Linked DNA regions of Mus musculus: region 1 is linked to region 2. A link is a contact called in public Hi-C data. All regions are on one chromosome and are shown on one strand. Each heading gives the region's core, a stretch centred on a gene start, on an enhancer-like site or on the middle of the called end of the contact. The rest is flanking DNA. Distances are from core to core; before and after follow the strand shown. Region 1 has its middle 47 kb from the start of Hspa4. Region 2 overlaps Fstl4 (follistatin-like 4).

Region 1 (7,211 bases), core at 1,699-4,198, 180 kb after region 2:
TCTTCCGAAGTGTCCGGAGTTCAAATCCCAGCAACCACATGGTGGCTCACAACCATCCGTAACGTGATCTGACTCCCTCTTCTGGAGTGTCTGAGGACAGCTACAGTGTACTTACATATAATAAATAAATATTAAAAAAAAAAAAGAAGAAGTCTTTAAAAAAAAAAAAAGGAGTGAGTGACTTAGGCAGGGTCCATTTCAAACCCAGCCTCTTCCACAGGTGCAAGGAACTGGTAAAAGCAGTAACAAGATTTTTTTTTCTCTCTTTTCTGTTTTGACTTGTACTAGGGAGAGATCCCCCGGCCTCACACACGCTGGGCAAGCATTCAGCCACTGCTACAGTAGAGCTGAATGCCAACTTCTGGTCTTACTTAACAAAAGAGCAGACAGCTCCACAGTACTCCCTAGATCCTGCAGGGGTAAGTGCCAGGTGCAGAGCTCTGCCTGACAGCCGCTGCCTGCCTGGGTTAGTTTTCGCTAGACTTGGTTATCACCTATGGCTCCAAGCTGGGACGCTTAGGTCTGGAAAATTTGTGTCAGACTCCAGGGCTGGGCCCCAGGGACTATCTTACTGCAGTCTGTCTGCTCTCTGGGAACCCATTCATTACCCCTCTCTAGAAAAGCCCTCCCAGAGGGGCCAGGCTGGAACTTCCAGACCCTATGAGGAAAGCTGGCCCTGGCCAGCAAGAAACCAGACGGGCTGAACTAAGGTCACTAGACCCAAAGAGAAAGCTCAGAACATTGTTCCTTCTTCCAGAGCCTGGGCCGGAAGACCTGTTGGGTTCCTGCTATCCCCTTCTACTGGGACTACCCAGCTCATGAACACAAGAAGGATGCCAGCGCCCCAGTCCAGGAGAAATGCCTGTCATGGCCACACACACCCCCCACCAACCCCCATCCCGGCTCCCCGCCTTTACTAGGCCTTGCTATGGATCTCTGCATCTTATCTCACAGTGTGGCCCGCCCTCACAGCTGCCTCCAGGAAGGAGACCTTTGGAACCTTCGGTCAGCCATCTATGCCTCTAGGACCCCTGCCCTGTGCCCCTATGAACGGCCATCTGAAGAGCTTGTCTTTGTCTCTTTGCTTCCCTAGGAGCAGTGTCCCCCTGTAGGAGTCTCTCCATGATAGCCAGACAATGCTAAACATGCTCTGTGCCCTGGCTTCAAGTTGCCCCTAGGGAATTAGGACAACCATCACCAGCTGCATTTTACACAGGAGGAAACTGAGGCACAGAACACAGAAGCTTTTCTTTTTTGCTACCACCTCACCCTGGGTCTGGGGCTTCCCAGCAGAGCCTGTGTCTCAGGCTGCAGCTGTGGCCCTGCGGCTGCGCAGGGAAGCACCAATAAACCCACTCTTAGCCTCTTTGCGAACCCGAGCTGCAGAATGACAGTATCGGGCTCCCCAAATGCTGTTTACTGGTAAATCCCTGAGAATTTATAATCGAGTTGATGGGGCCTAACCGATGGGCCCAGGACAAAAGGAAGCCAATTACCCAACACTCTCTGCTGTGATCTTAAAACAGATGTTAGAGTGTGTAAAATGATGGCGTGTGCTTGGGAACTGCAGATACAATTCCAACCTTGCCTTTTATGGGCACTCATAAATGTTAAGTGCGGGAGGTCTACGACGGAAACTCTGCTCTTGCCATTTTGTGTTCGTTCCTCGAGCCAAGGCTGCGTTTCAGTGTTGGTGTGCTGGTAATTACCCATCGCACCATGCAGAAAAACACACTTCCAGTCCCTGGTTCAAGGTGCATCAGAGGACGGGCCACTCGGGATCATTCTAAAGACCCCAGTCCTGGCATGGAGGAAAAGGGAGTCACCAGTTGCTGCCTTTACACTTTATACTTTGTGTGGCACATGCCATCAGACCACCACATGCCATCAGACTGCCACCCCCTCGCCAGCCTTCCAGAACCCAAATTCAGGTATCACAGCACTGGGGAGGCTGAGGCAGGAATATCAAGAGTTCAAGGACAGCCTTGGCTATATGAGACTTTGTAGAAGCAAACTATAAAGGCTAGAGAGGTGGCTCCGTGCGCAAAGGGCTTACCGTGCACGTATAAAGGCATGAGTTCAGATCCCCAGACCCCACAGAAAAGCTGGACATGGTCCTCTCTCCTCCCAGCATTCCTGTGGCAAGATGGAAACGCAAGGGCCAGGTAATGCTTGCACTGGAGTGAACAGTGGGGATGACCCTGTCTCAGACTGGGTAGAGAGGGCACGTGGAGGTCAGAGGTCACCCTCAGGTGGCCTCCCTCCCTCAGGAGGTGTCTCAGTTGGGGTTTCATTGCTGTGAAGAGACGCCATGATCGTGGCAACTCTTATAAAGGACAACCTTTAACTGGGACTGGCTTACAGTTTCAGAGGCTTAGTCCATTGTAACAGGAAGCATGGTGGTGTGCAGGTAGACATGGAGCTGGGGCCAGACAGCAAAAGGAGACTGTCTCACTGCATGAGACTTGAACTTATATAAGACTTCAAAGCCCGCCTCCTACAGTGACACACTTCCTCCAACAAGGCCACACCTACTCCAACAAGGCCACACCTCCTAATAATGCTACCCCTTTGGGGGGCTACCACAGGAGGCACCCACTTGTTTTGGAGAATCATGCCTGGAGCACAACTGATTCAGCCATCAAGGCCCAGGGGATGAATATCTCCACCTTCTCAGCACCGGGATTAGGAGCATATATCACCAAGACAGGCAGTTTTTAAAATAGATGCTGGGTGGGGATTGAACTCTGGTCTTCATGCGTATGTGACAAGCACTTTACCACCTAAGCCATCTTCCCACTGGACAAGGTTTTTATGGCTCTGAACTTCAAGCTCTTGCCAGTATCTGACCTGACTGACCTCTGCCCTGGATTCTTTTCTACCCCACAGTGCTGCCCCTTGCTCCCTGCATGCCTGGGGTCAAGCTGTCCCCCAGCCCTCTCTTTCCATTGTGCCTCTCTCAGCTCCAGGCTCAGCTGTCTGGGCCGCACTGTCCCTCTCTGCCTGATGACTGTTCATTATCCACTTATTTGCAGGCCCAGCTAGACAAAGAGCTGCATAATAGCAGCTGCAGGCCCTGTAGTAACCATGTTGCTAGGCCAGTGCAGCATCCCAGACTCCTCGGAGTGATGAACAAACCCAGCAAATAATTCAGCCTATCTATCTGTGATAGCCCCAAGTCCTCTCTGACGGTTGCCATGGCATTTGGGCCAGAGCTCCCCTGTTCCCCTGTGGATGCCCTGTCCTGTACCCAAAGCACATGGTGGGTGGGGTGCCCGCCACGCAGCCCTGCCAGATTGTCAGGAGCCATTTATTTTGTAAACTCAAATTAGCAGGAAGCAATTTTGTTAATAGTCAGAGCCACTTGATGAGTTGGCTCTGATTTAGGGCTCCTTTCGAAAGCATCTGTGAAAGCTGTATAGAGCAGGCTGAAGCTGGATCTGAACTAATGGAAATGGTGTGGCGTGGCCAGCTGACCCAGGAACAGCCCCTGAGCAGCCAGGATCCCTCATGCCAGAGAGCCATTCTCTAGTTTGAGGGAGGGATGGCTTACTATGTATGTACCTGAGTCAGAACGCTGGAGACGACAGGCTCGGTTAGAAAGGACAACTGGGGCGGCAAAGGTAGTTCAGGTGGTAGGGCTGCTAACCCAGCAATGATGAAGCCGTGGGTTCAGTCCCCAGCACAACATAAACTGGGCAGAGTAGTGCATAACTAGGATCCCAACACTTAGGACATAGAGGCAGATTGAGTTCAAAGTCCTCTAGTGGATCTGAGTTCAAGTTTGAAGCCAGCCTGGGTTACATGAGACCCAGTCTCAAAATAAATAAAATGGCTAGCCTGTACCTCAGTTGGTAAAGGTTCTTAGCTAGTGCACGTGAAGCCCTGGGATAGAGTCCTGTGTCACAGAAGGAACAGAAAGTAGCTCAACTCCAGCCCAGAGGCTAACAGCCACTTCTCCCAGGGGGAGGGTTCTGCAGTTGCTGGGCCCTCTCAGGACTTACCCTGGCTTGCTAGAGACAGGAAGGAAGGTTCTCCTGAAGCTGTGGAAGCTCGGGACTGCCTGGGACCTGCTGAGACAGGGGAGGGTTTCAGGCTGATTCCAGGTAGCATAAATGTCTATGCCAGTCTCTGTCAACCCTGGTATATTGGTGTCTGTATATGCTGCTTGCTGTCTGTCTACCCACTCCAGTGTCTGTCTACCCCAGTGTCTGTCTATCCCAGTGTCTGTCTACCCACCCTAGTGTCTGTCCACCCCAGTGTCTGTCTACCCACCCCAGTGTCTGTCTACCCACTCCAGTGTCTGTCCACCCCAGTGTCTGTCCACCCTAGTGTCTGTCTACCCACCCCAGTGTCTGTCCACCCCAGTGTCTGTCTATCCCAGTGTCTGACTACCCCAGTGTCTGTCCACACCAGTGTCTGTCCACCCTAGTGTCTGTCTACCCACCCCAGTGTCTGTCCACCCACCCCAGTGTCTGTCTACCCACTCCAGTGTCTGTCCACCCCAGTGTCTGTCTATCCCATGACTCTTCAGTGTTTACCCTAGTGTCTACCCCAGGTTAACATCAGTGCAAGAGTCTTCGTTATTACCCAGTAACACCACACTTTAGTGGTCAGATCTCTAGGTGTGTCTTAGTTACTTGCATCCAAGTACTTGACAGAAGCAACTTCTGGAAGGAAGGGTTGGTTTGGTTAAGGGCGCTGCCCATCCTGGTGGGGAATTGCATGCATACGTGGAAGCCACAGGTCAACCTTGGGTACTATTTTTTCCTGAGGAGGTATCCTCCTTGGTTTTCAACTCACATTCTCTCTCTGAGGCCCAGGGCGTGGCAAATGGGCTAGGCTGCTGGGCAACAAGCCCCAGGATCTGCTGCCTCTGCCACCACAGCACTAAGATATAGGTGTTCACCGCCACATCTGGCTTTTTACACAGGTTCTGCAGATTGAACTCAGCTCCTCGTCCTTGCACAGCGAGCATTTTAACCAACTGAACCACACTCCCCAGTCTCCACGATCTGCATTTTTCCATTTTTTTAACATGTCTTTATTATTTTTATGTATGTGGGTGTTTTTGCCTGTCTATGTCTACATGACATGTGTGCAGTGCCCACAGAGGCCAGAAGAGGGCACTGGATCCCTTGAAACTGGAACTACAGATGGCTGTGAGCCACTGTGTGGGAGCTAGGACTGGAACCCAGATCCTCAGGAAAGAACAGCCAGGGCTCTTAACTGCTGAGCCATCTCTCCAGCCTTCAACTTGCTGGTTTTTTAATTCACTCCAGACCCATGGGGTGGTGCCACCCACATTTAGGGGAGCTCTTCCTTCTCTAGGTGAACATCTCTGATAACAATTTCACAGGCACTCTGAGGTGTGTCTCCTAGGTGATTCTAAGCCGTCAGGTTGACGGTGAGGATGAAACATCACAACACAACAGATTAGTGACTAACACTCTCACGTCTAGCTGTTGTGTGGAACCAGACTGATTTGGCTTTACTTCACTAACCCAAAGATGGAGGAGCCACCTTCTCTTCTCCAAATTTCTCCAAACCTGAAGTCTGAATGGTGTGCTGATTCTGACCTGCTTGGCAACAACCTACCATAACAAAGAAAGAACGATGGCGCCCCCATGTGGCAGCATTGGCATTGCAGCTCGCAGAAGACCAGAGCTGGCTGGAGAAGAAACTTAAGAAATGAGAACTGGGTTTGGTGAGATGACGAGCGGACCTGCCCCAAATCTGAGGACCTGGGTTCAATTTCTACACCTTACATGGTGGAAGGAGAGAACTGACTCCTAAAACGTGTATCTGGCCCTCACAAGTGTGCAGTGCACACACAAAATAAATAGATGGAATAAAGCTTTACAAAAGAAATGAGAGCTACTTCAAAACCAGTAGGCCCCTTCATCCACGGCCTTGACTTCCTGTTTTAGTTCCCTACAGTTAGCCATGATCTGAAGGCATTAAGTGGAAATTTCCAGAAATAACTCGTGAATTTTAAATTACATACTACCCTCAATAGTGTGCAGAAACCTCATGTTATATGGCTCAATTCTTCCTAGGATACCACCCATCCCTTTGCCCAGCCTTGTGTGCTCTGTACTCCACTAATATACAGCATACTAGTACACTATATAGTACAGCCTATAGTGTCTATTATATACAAGACAGAACATCTCAACATTCTCTCAGTACTGTTCATCTCTTACCGCCCTTTCTTTCCCCCTGAAATAAAGCCGTATAGATTCCAGGCTGGCCTAGAACTTACTAAGGAACTACCGTGACCTTGAATGCCTGATCCCCTGCCCTTCAGTCTGCCTATAGCTGAGACTATAGGCATGTGAAATCACATCTGATTTACCCTCCCTAACTTATGCACTGAATTTTATCAAAGGTACGTATAGGAGAAAATCTAATATACATAGGATTTAGCACCACCACAGGTTCGAAGGGTCTTAGGTGGGTTTCCCCACAGATTTGAAGCGACTATGGTAACACCATGTTGAGGGTGGCTTTTTGAAAGTCCTCATCCACTATGGCAGACACGTGGCTCTCCAGAAGTCAGCTATGCTACTGAGCTTATAACGAGCACCAGCTTTGACCCTTTCCCCATCCAGAAAGGGGAGTTGTGGAGTGAGTCCCAGAGCACTGGTGGCTATTCTTGTCGCCATTGAAAATACCGCATCTCTTTAGTCACGGAGAGGCACCTGGACTCCAGTCGCTGCTTCATTGAGAGACCAGGCACAGAGGCAAGGCCCATCACTCAAGCAAGGGCCTTTCCAGACCACTGCATGGGCCTCTTGATGTTTCAGATACTATAAAACCTCCTGTGAAAGCTACTCTTGATTATCAACCTAACGGAATTTAGAACCCCCTAGGAGGCACACCAATATGTACCTGTGAAAATATTTCCCTGAGGTTTAACTCAAGAGGGAAGACCTGCCCCAGAGCAAGCAGAACCATGCCATGGGCCAGGGCCCTGAACTGAACGGAAAGGGGGCAGAGTGGGGTGACCCATGACTCAGCTCTGCTTCCTGCATGCTCTCATCACCCCACCCGCACCAGGATGGACTTGTGCCCTCAAACTGTGAGCCATCAAAGTCCTTCCTTAATTGTATTGCTTTTGTTAGGTACTTGTATGAGCAACAACAACAACAACAACAATAAAAGTAATACACAGTAATACTCCTTCCACTGGAATAGCTAACAGATGC
Region 2 (6,870 bases), core at 3,317-5,816:
CTGGGTGGCCATATGCACTAGTAAAGTCCTGTTGTTATATCATGATGCTCTAAGATGTTCAAGGCCTAGGTGGGCCCCCCTCCCCCACCCTGCTCCCATCAAGCTTAGGTGGTCCTCAGGTTCTCTAGGCAGTGCTCACAAGCGATGTTGGTGTTGGCTACATTAGCTTCTTCTCTTACTGCTGAGACAACATTGACTTAAGGAAGGACAACGTGGTTTAGGCTCACAGTCTGAAGGTATGTCCATCATGGTATGGAAGGCACATGGACAGGAGCATGGGTGACCTGTCACATGGTATCCACATTGCAGAGACCAGTGAATGCTGTTACTCCCCTGACTTTCTCCTTTTTTTTTTTTCCTTTTTATTTAGTCCCCAGCCCATGGGATGGTGCTACCCCCATTCAGAGTTTAACTCTTTGGAAACTCCCATATGTCCCCAGGAAGTATGTCTCCTAAGTGATTCCAAATCCTGTCAGTTTGACAATGATGATGAGGCATCCTACAAGCCAAGTTCAGCAGCCTGTGACATTTATGTTCTGAGGTTCTGAAGTATGTGTGTGAGTGTGTGATGTGTGAGTGCGTGTTTAATGTGTGAGTGTATATGCATTGCCCCAGGCTGGCCCAGAAAGCCTTGGCAATGGACTGGAAAAGGGTGTGTAATAAATACCCAAGCCTCTAACCCTCCAGGATCCTTACCCTGAAAGGAGCCAGTGGACTGAATCCCAGGCTAGTACTGGACCCTGAGCCCTGATCCAAAGACATCACATGCCCTTCCTTCCAGAATCCTAGGCAGAGGCTGGCATAGCCTCTGGTCAACTATGTTGACATCAGATGCAGAGAGTAGGTAAATATAGATGACTGATTTTATTTATCTTGTTCTGTTTTAATTCTCACTTTTCGAATATGATCTCTCACTCCATATCCCTTGCTGGCAAGAAACTGTATAACTGAGGCTGGTCTCAAACTTTCAGTGATCCTTCTACTCCTGACTCCTGGGTGCTGGGATTCGCTCCCCTGTCTTGACTCTATTTGCTCATCCACGTGCTCACCTGTGTATCTCTTCGATTGGCACACCATCCTTTTATCGTGTGGACATCAGGGGACAGCTCTGAGGATTCCCTTTCTCTCTTTCCACCTTTCCGTGGCTCCCAGAGATGGGACTCAGGCTGGCATGTGATAACTAGTTTGGAAACAGAGTTTGGAACCTCGGGTAGACAGGTCTGGCAGATGCAAGAATGTGTGTGTGGCCCTGGGGTAGTTGAACCACTCCTGACTGTCCCCAGGAAAGGGGACATTGTGAAGTACACACTCCTCTGAAACAGCCATCGTGGGGTCAGGGAGGAGAGCTCATCCTGCGACTGAACTGCAAGGCTGGCACATAGCATGGGATGGTGACACAGAGCCACCAGGAAGGCGTGTTTGCAGAAGCATCAAGTGTGTCCCTAGGAAGAGAGGGTAAACCACAGACACTAAAGAGATGGCCTCCATGGGTGAATAAACCCCTACACCTGGGTGGCTTTCACTGCTATGTCCTCAGATCTTTCCAACGAGTGGGGCTGGGGGTGGGACTAGAAGAGTTCAGTTGACTCTGAGCAGATGACGTAATGGTTTGAGTCTAGGTGGACTTCTCCATGCCGCTCATTTGAAATATGGCTGCTCTGCGTGACAAAGAGAGATGTAAGACTCTCTGCCAGAAACAGGGAGTAACTCAATAGTCGCATACTTACCTAGTGCTCACAACACCCTGGGTTCAGTTCCCTAGCACTGCAGAGGACTGGTGGACAGGTGGGACAGATCCTCAGGAAGGGACAGACAGACAAGAGTTGGGAACATCAGGTTGCTGTGTCTGGCTCCCACACCAGCCTGTGGCCTCTCTGTCCTTCTGAGATGGACCGCCTGCCCTCTCCTGCCTTAATGGTGTCCATGGACCCGTGAGTGACTCTTTCTAGCTCCACTGGCCTCCAGATGCTCGCTGTGTACACTGTACACCATACACTGTACACCATGCCTTCCCCACTGCCTCCTGCCATAGCATAGCTCACACACAGCGGGTCTGAGCCTCTGCTCCACTCCCCCTCCCTAATGGATCTCCTACTCCTTAAGGCACTCTTAAAGCCTTAGAACGCCCACATAGAGTGTCAGTACATACTGCTACACAGATGGGAGCAACACAGCCTAGGCAGTGCAGGACACTGACCCTAAAGACTCAGGTTACTCAACTGGGCCCCCAGCTTGGCTTCTAGACACAGGATAAAAACCTCTGAGTCCTCAGAACAACAGTATAGAATTTTTTTTTTTTGAGACATGGTCTCATATAACCCAGACTAGACTCAAACTTGCTCTTTAGCTGGAAATGACCTTGAGCTTCTGATCCCCCTGCCTCCACCTCAGGATTTTCAGGGTAACAGGCATGGACCATAACTCCCAGTTTTATGCAGTTCGGGCAATTGAACCCAGAGTTCCCTGCAGGCTAGCCAAGCACTCAACCAATCAAGTTGCATCCACAGCCTAAAGTGCTTCAGGATTTGGTAGGAGAGCAGAGCCTGAGAAGTTATCACAGCCCCCTCTCTTACAGCCCCCACCAAGCCCACCTCAGCAGGACCACATCATGGTCTCCCCAGCAGCCATGGGGAGGTTGTCTAGCTATTGCACAGGGCATCAGGCAGCACCAAGAACCTGTGGGAAGAATGGGGGACCAGTAAACCTAAGACCACACTCCCCATCTGATCTGCCCTATCTAACCTTCTGGTGGCCCTGGTGTCACGGGTTCTCAGAATGCTCATCTCTGACCAGCATATCTGAGGGAAGCCTTCTATTAATACCACATTAGTCACTCTAGACACCAGCTTCCCAGTCTGTAGTGCAGGTGCCTGTCCCCAGGGAAACGACAGTGCCTCCAGTTTATGCACAGTATCCACGTGAATGAACATTTCCACCAGTGCCCACCCCAGCAGATACCCTCCTACTCTCACTCTGCCCACCCCATTCCTGCTCCCTTTGCCAGCACCAGACTTTACCCTCTTTGGTAAGGTGATAGACTGACTCAGGTAAGACCATGCTCTTTCCCCAAAACATAGTTTTTTGAGAGAGAGAGAGAGAGAGAGAGAGAGAGAGAGAGAGAGAGAGAGAGAAGAGAGAGAGAGAGAGAGAGAGAGAGAGAGAGAGAGAGAGAGAGAGAGATCCATCCACCAGACACATTCTTCCAGCCATATTGGCTTTGCCATGAGACCATGCTCAGTATGGAGGCCAGAGCTATGAAGATCTAAAAATGGGGTACATCAGCTTATGGGTCCTGGGAGCTCTCCAAAATGGATCACCTGCCAGGCACAAGAGGGATGTGAGCAGGTCAGGGGAGATGGGAGGGAGCCCCACCGCCTAAGCATGGTGACTCCCAGGGAGCAAATAGATTTGATTATATTGAACACTGCAATTGATTTTTTTCTTCTAAATAAACACACAAAGGAAATAGTAATGGGCGTTTGTTTCTGACAAGAATCAATTGACCCCAAATTGGAAGAAAATCTAGAAACACAAACAAGTGCAGGAAAGGGTATCTGGGCTTCTCCAATGAGAGAGGGAGGGCAGGAGAGAAAAACAGCTCTTCACGTGCATCCCTGCTCTCCCGTGGATCCCTGCTCTCCCCGTTGAGGTTCCAACAACTGAAAGTGGGAGAGTAGCTATCAATCACTGAGCCTTGGCTCAGAGTAAAGATGTGTGTGACCATATTAATTAACCATCATGATATCCCCGCTGTGGGATGCAGTATTATCCCATCTCTCAGATGAAATCACTGAGGCCTGTGTTAAACTTTCCCAGGTTACACAACCTGGAAACAGCAGAGTTGGGACTCACAAAGCCAGGAGTTCCCAAACTCAAACCTGTTCACTATCCGGCTGGCCCTGAGAGCTTAACCTGGCACCTTCAACTGGCGTTAGAATTCAAGGGAAGAGACCCTAACCCCAGACAGTCCAGACCTAGCACCCCTTGATCTTCTCTAAAGAATGGAGGGTGGGGGAGCCCACATCAGCATTCCCCAGTCTCAACAAAGCCAGGCCCAGGAACTGTTTGTATCCCCTGGCTGGATGGGGAGGCAGAGCTGGAGGAGCACTGCTCTGTGACATCCCTGCGGCCCCCTATTTACTGGCTGCGCTCTGTATGGTGGCCCCGTCACCAGCAAGATAAACCATGCCATGTCACAGTGCATCACAGGCCTCATTTGCCAAAGAACCATGCAATGTCGACGCGTTCAGCGAGCACAGCCGTGATAAAAGGCCTAAGACTAATGGGCTGTGTGCTCGGTTTAGTCTCCTAAAGCTTCCTTTTGTCTCTTGGTCGTGGACTTGTGTACACATGTTTGTTTTCAAGTAACCCAGCTCTGGGAGTGTACCTAATTACCGTAAGCAGGGATTATTAGCCCTGTTAACTAAAACTCCCTAATCTATGAGGCCAAGCATTCAAAAGCAGCCTTTAAAATAGGATTAAGACAAAAGGCAGACTGTGACAGAGTAGAATTGGGGCTGGCTTTCCTCGAACCATGAGATAACAGCTGCAGACTCCACTGGAAGAATTTTCCAGACTCCCTCTGGTTCATTTAGTATTGGTATATGATATCTGGCTTAAATATCAGTAGGCTGGGTGATGGGGCAGATGGACACGTGAACCCTGCTCTATGATGGTGACACTGTTTAGTGCACACTGGAAATGTCCCAACAATTGTTTGCAACTGAGAGAGATAAACTGACTGACGGGCAGAACATTCTTTCCAGCCCCCAGGGTGCACCTGACGTAACAGCTGTCTTCTCTTTTACAGGAGACATGTGCACCATGGCTGGCTATGCTCGTCTCAAAAATGTCCTCCTGGCACTCCAGAGCCGCAGACAGCCGCTCCCACAAGGAACCCCCAGGCAAAGCCTCGCCTCCCAGAAGCGCCTCTTGGTGGAGTCACTGTTTAAGGACTTGGATGCCGACGGCAATGGGCACCTCGGCAGCTTGGAGCTGGCTCAGGTGGGTGTGGCATTCAGGTGGAGCCCGAGGAGATATCCTGCGTGCGTGCATGGTGAAGGATCACACAAGCTCCGTGGTGGGAAAGGTTGTTTATAATTGTCTCTGTCACCAGTTGCCAAGGGGACCCTCTCCCCCACCCTTCCTAGGACTCACAGCTTGTCAGCGCCTCTGAGAATGTCTTACACACAGAATTCTGTCTCCTGCCACCTGCCACCTCAGCCCAGGTTTACAAGCGGTTTTGATGCTTTCTTGGCTTCGGGGAAAGCCTCCCTCAAAGGGGCTGCCCACTGGTGTTTTCCTTAGAAAACTAGTCTTTGGTGCTTTGAGCCTGTCATTTTCTACAGAAGGAATGTCAAAGAAGAACAGTACTTGCAGCAGCGAGCATCTTTGGCACTCCAGTCTGGGGGTCCCCAAGGCCTCTGCCCAGTGACAGTTCTCTCTAGCATCCAAATGTCAATGACCCAACCCCCTGACTGTTTTGCTTGTGGGAAGCCCTGTGTCCACCCAGCAAAGGCACTAGTCTAAGAATGCCCAGGGTGGACAAATACAGCCTTTTCTGTAGGACAGCAGCCAAGAATACAGGGTTCAAAGCTAATCATGAGCTAGTGAGTCTCTGGAGGCCCCTCACTCCTAAGCTGCGATTTCTCAGCCGTGAACCTCATCGCCTCAGGGTCGTCATGGGAATTTATGGTGCTAAAACATGTAAGACATGTGACACGTTTAACATTATACTTGGCACATAGGATGTTCTCAGTGGTCATCAATGGGCAGCAGCAGCAGCAACATCACCACCACCACCATCATCATCATCGTCGTCATCGTCGCCCCCCCCTTTATCCTTCAGCATCCTCTCTTGTAAGGTCAGAACTGCTACTATCCCATTTTACAGATGCTTTTAGGTGAGGAATCTGTGACTCTAGGGTATCGAGTAACCAGTGTCTCTGTCCCACTCACCACACAAACCCAAGCATCCTAGGCCTGTTGCCCACAGATGGCATGGTGTCATCGGGCCAGCAAACCCCTACTCTATCAGTGCTAGTCATCCCTCAGCTCTAGCTGAGACCCCAAAGGGCATGGCTAGGAGCTCTCATTTGACAAGAATGGCTCTGAGAAAGTCCAGAGGCCTTGCTAATTATGATTGCCTGCCAGGAACACACCCCATCTGTTATTCCTCATACCACGACCTGAGCAGGAAGCCCAGGGCAAGTGACATCAGCCTGCCCTGGGTAGAGGCAGCTGTGAGCACCTGGTTCCCAAGCCCGAGTGGCTCCCAACAGATCTTCTTGGGCTCGTTGCTCTAACCTGGCAGAGACGTAGCCAGAGGCACTTGAAGCCATTAACAAGCATGGTAATTGGACTGTGATTTCCTCTTTAAAATTTAATATATTTAAAGTCTGTCTCATAAATCCGCCGAGCAGAACCCAGCTAATGTGGGCCTTGCCTTGACACTGAGTCAGAGGCACCGGAGGGAAGAACTCGTTGGTCCTATGAAAAGTTAATCAATTTCCAATGTAGAAATAGACAAAGGGAAATTTCCGTCTTCGAGAGATTGATCCGAGGCGTCATGGTTGATCTCCTTCTTATCGAACACCCTCACTTCTGGGTGAAGGGTCATTTTTTTAACATTATCACATTAAATTGCCTTTAATATAGCAAACCAAACTGGGAATGTTAAACAAAGGAAAAAATGCCTCTACCTCCACCCCTCCAAAATAAAATAAAATCATTTCCTCTCTCTTGATTTTCTTTGTAGCAATCTCCCTTGAGCCTCTGTGTGTTTTCGGTTAAACCATCACCACAGAGGAATCCACAGGAATCCACCAATAGCTCCTAAATAGGACCCTGACTGAGGGGTGACATTGGTGG

Evidence for each region. A called contact is a pair of places that touch in the nucleus more often than the background predicts.
Region 1: a Hi-C map of the N1E-115 cell line shows a contact between it and region 2, with 2.4 times the contacts expected there. The contact joins two enhancer-like sites. A contact is called at or near these places in 1 of 15 datasets of contacts at CTCF or cohesin (large pre-B cells), 50 of 484 Hi-C or Micro-C datasets (B cells, CD4 T cells, CD8 T cells and 24 more), 5 of 115 datasets of contacts at active chromatin or transcription factors (acute myeloid leukemia, embryonic stem cells and epiblast stem cells) and 3 of 9 other capture datasets (embryonic stem cells, liver and pancreatic islet).

Annotation. Positions count from the first base shown.
Region 1 is chr11:53,249,498-53,256,708 of GRCm38.p6, forward strand. No RefSeq gene overlaps it. Among named protein-coding and RNA genes, the nearest start is that of Hspa4, 47 kb to the right of the region's middle. Within about 2 kb of position 2,949, at least 35 of the 459 cell types and tissues checked have an H3K27ac peak or open chromatin away from gene starts, as enhancers often do. A contact at or near this core is called in the N1E-115 cell line, where this site is marked.
Region 2 is chr11:53,063,730-53,070,599 of GRCm38.p6, forward strand. It overlaps Fstl4 (follistatin-like 4), which reads left to right. Exons shown (of 16, transcript NM_177059.3): 5 at 4,811-5,004. Among named protein-coding and RNA genes, the nearest start is that of Gm11186, 53 kb to the right of the region's middle. Within about 2 kb of position 4,567, at least 8 of the 459 cell types and tissues checked have an H3K27ac peak or open chromatin away from gene starts, as enhancers often do. A contact at or near this core is called in the N1E-115 cell line, where this site is marked.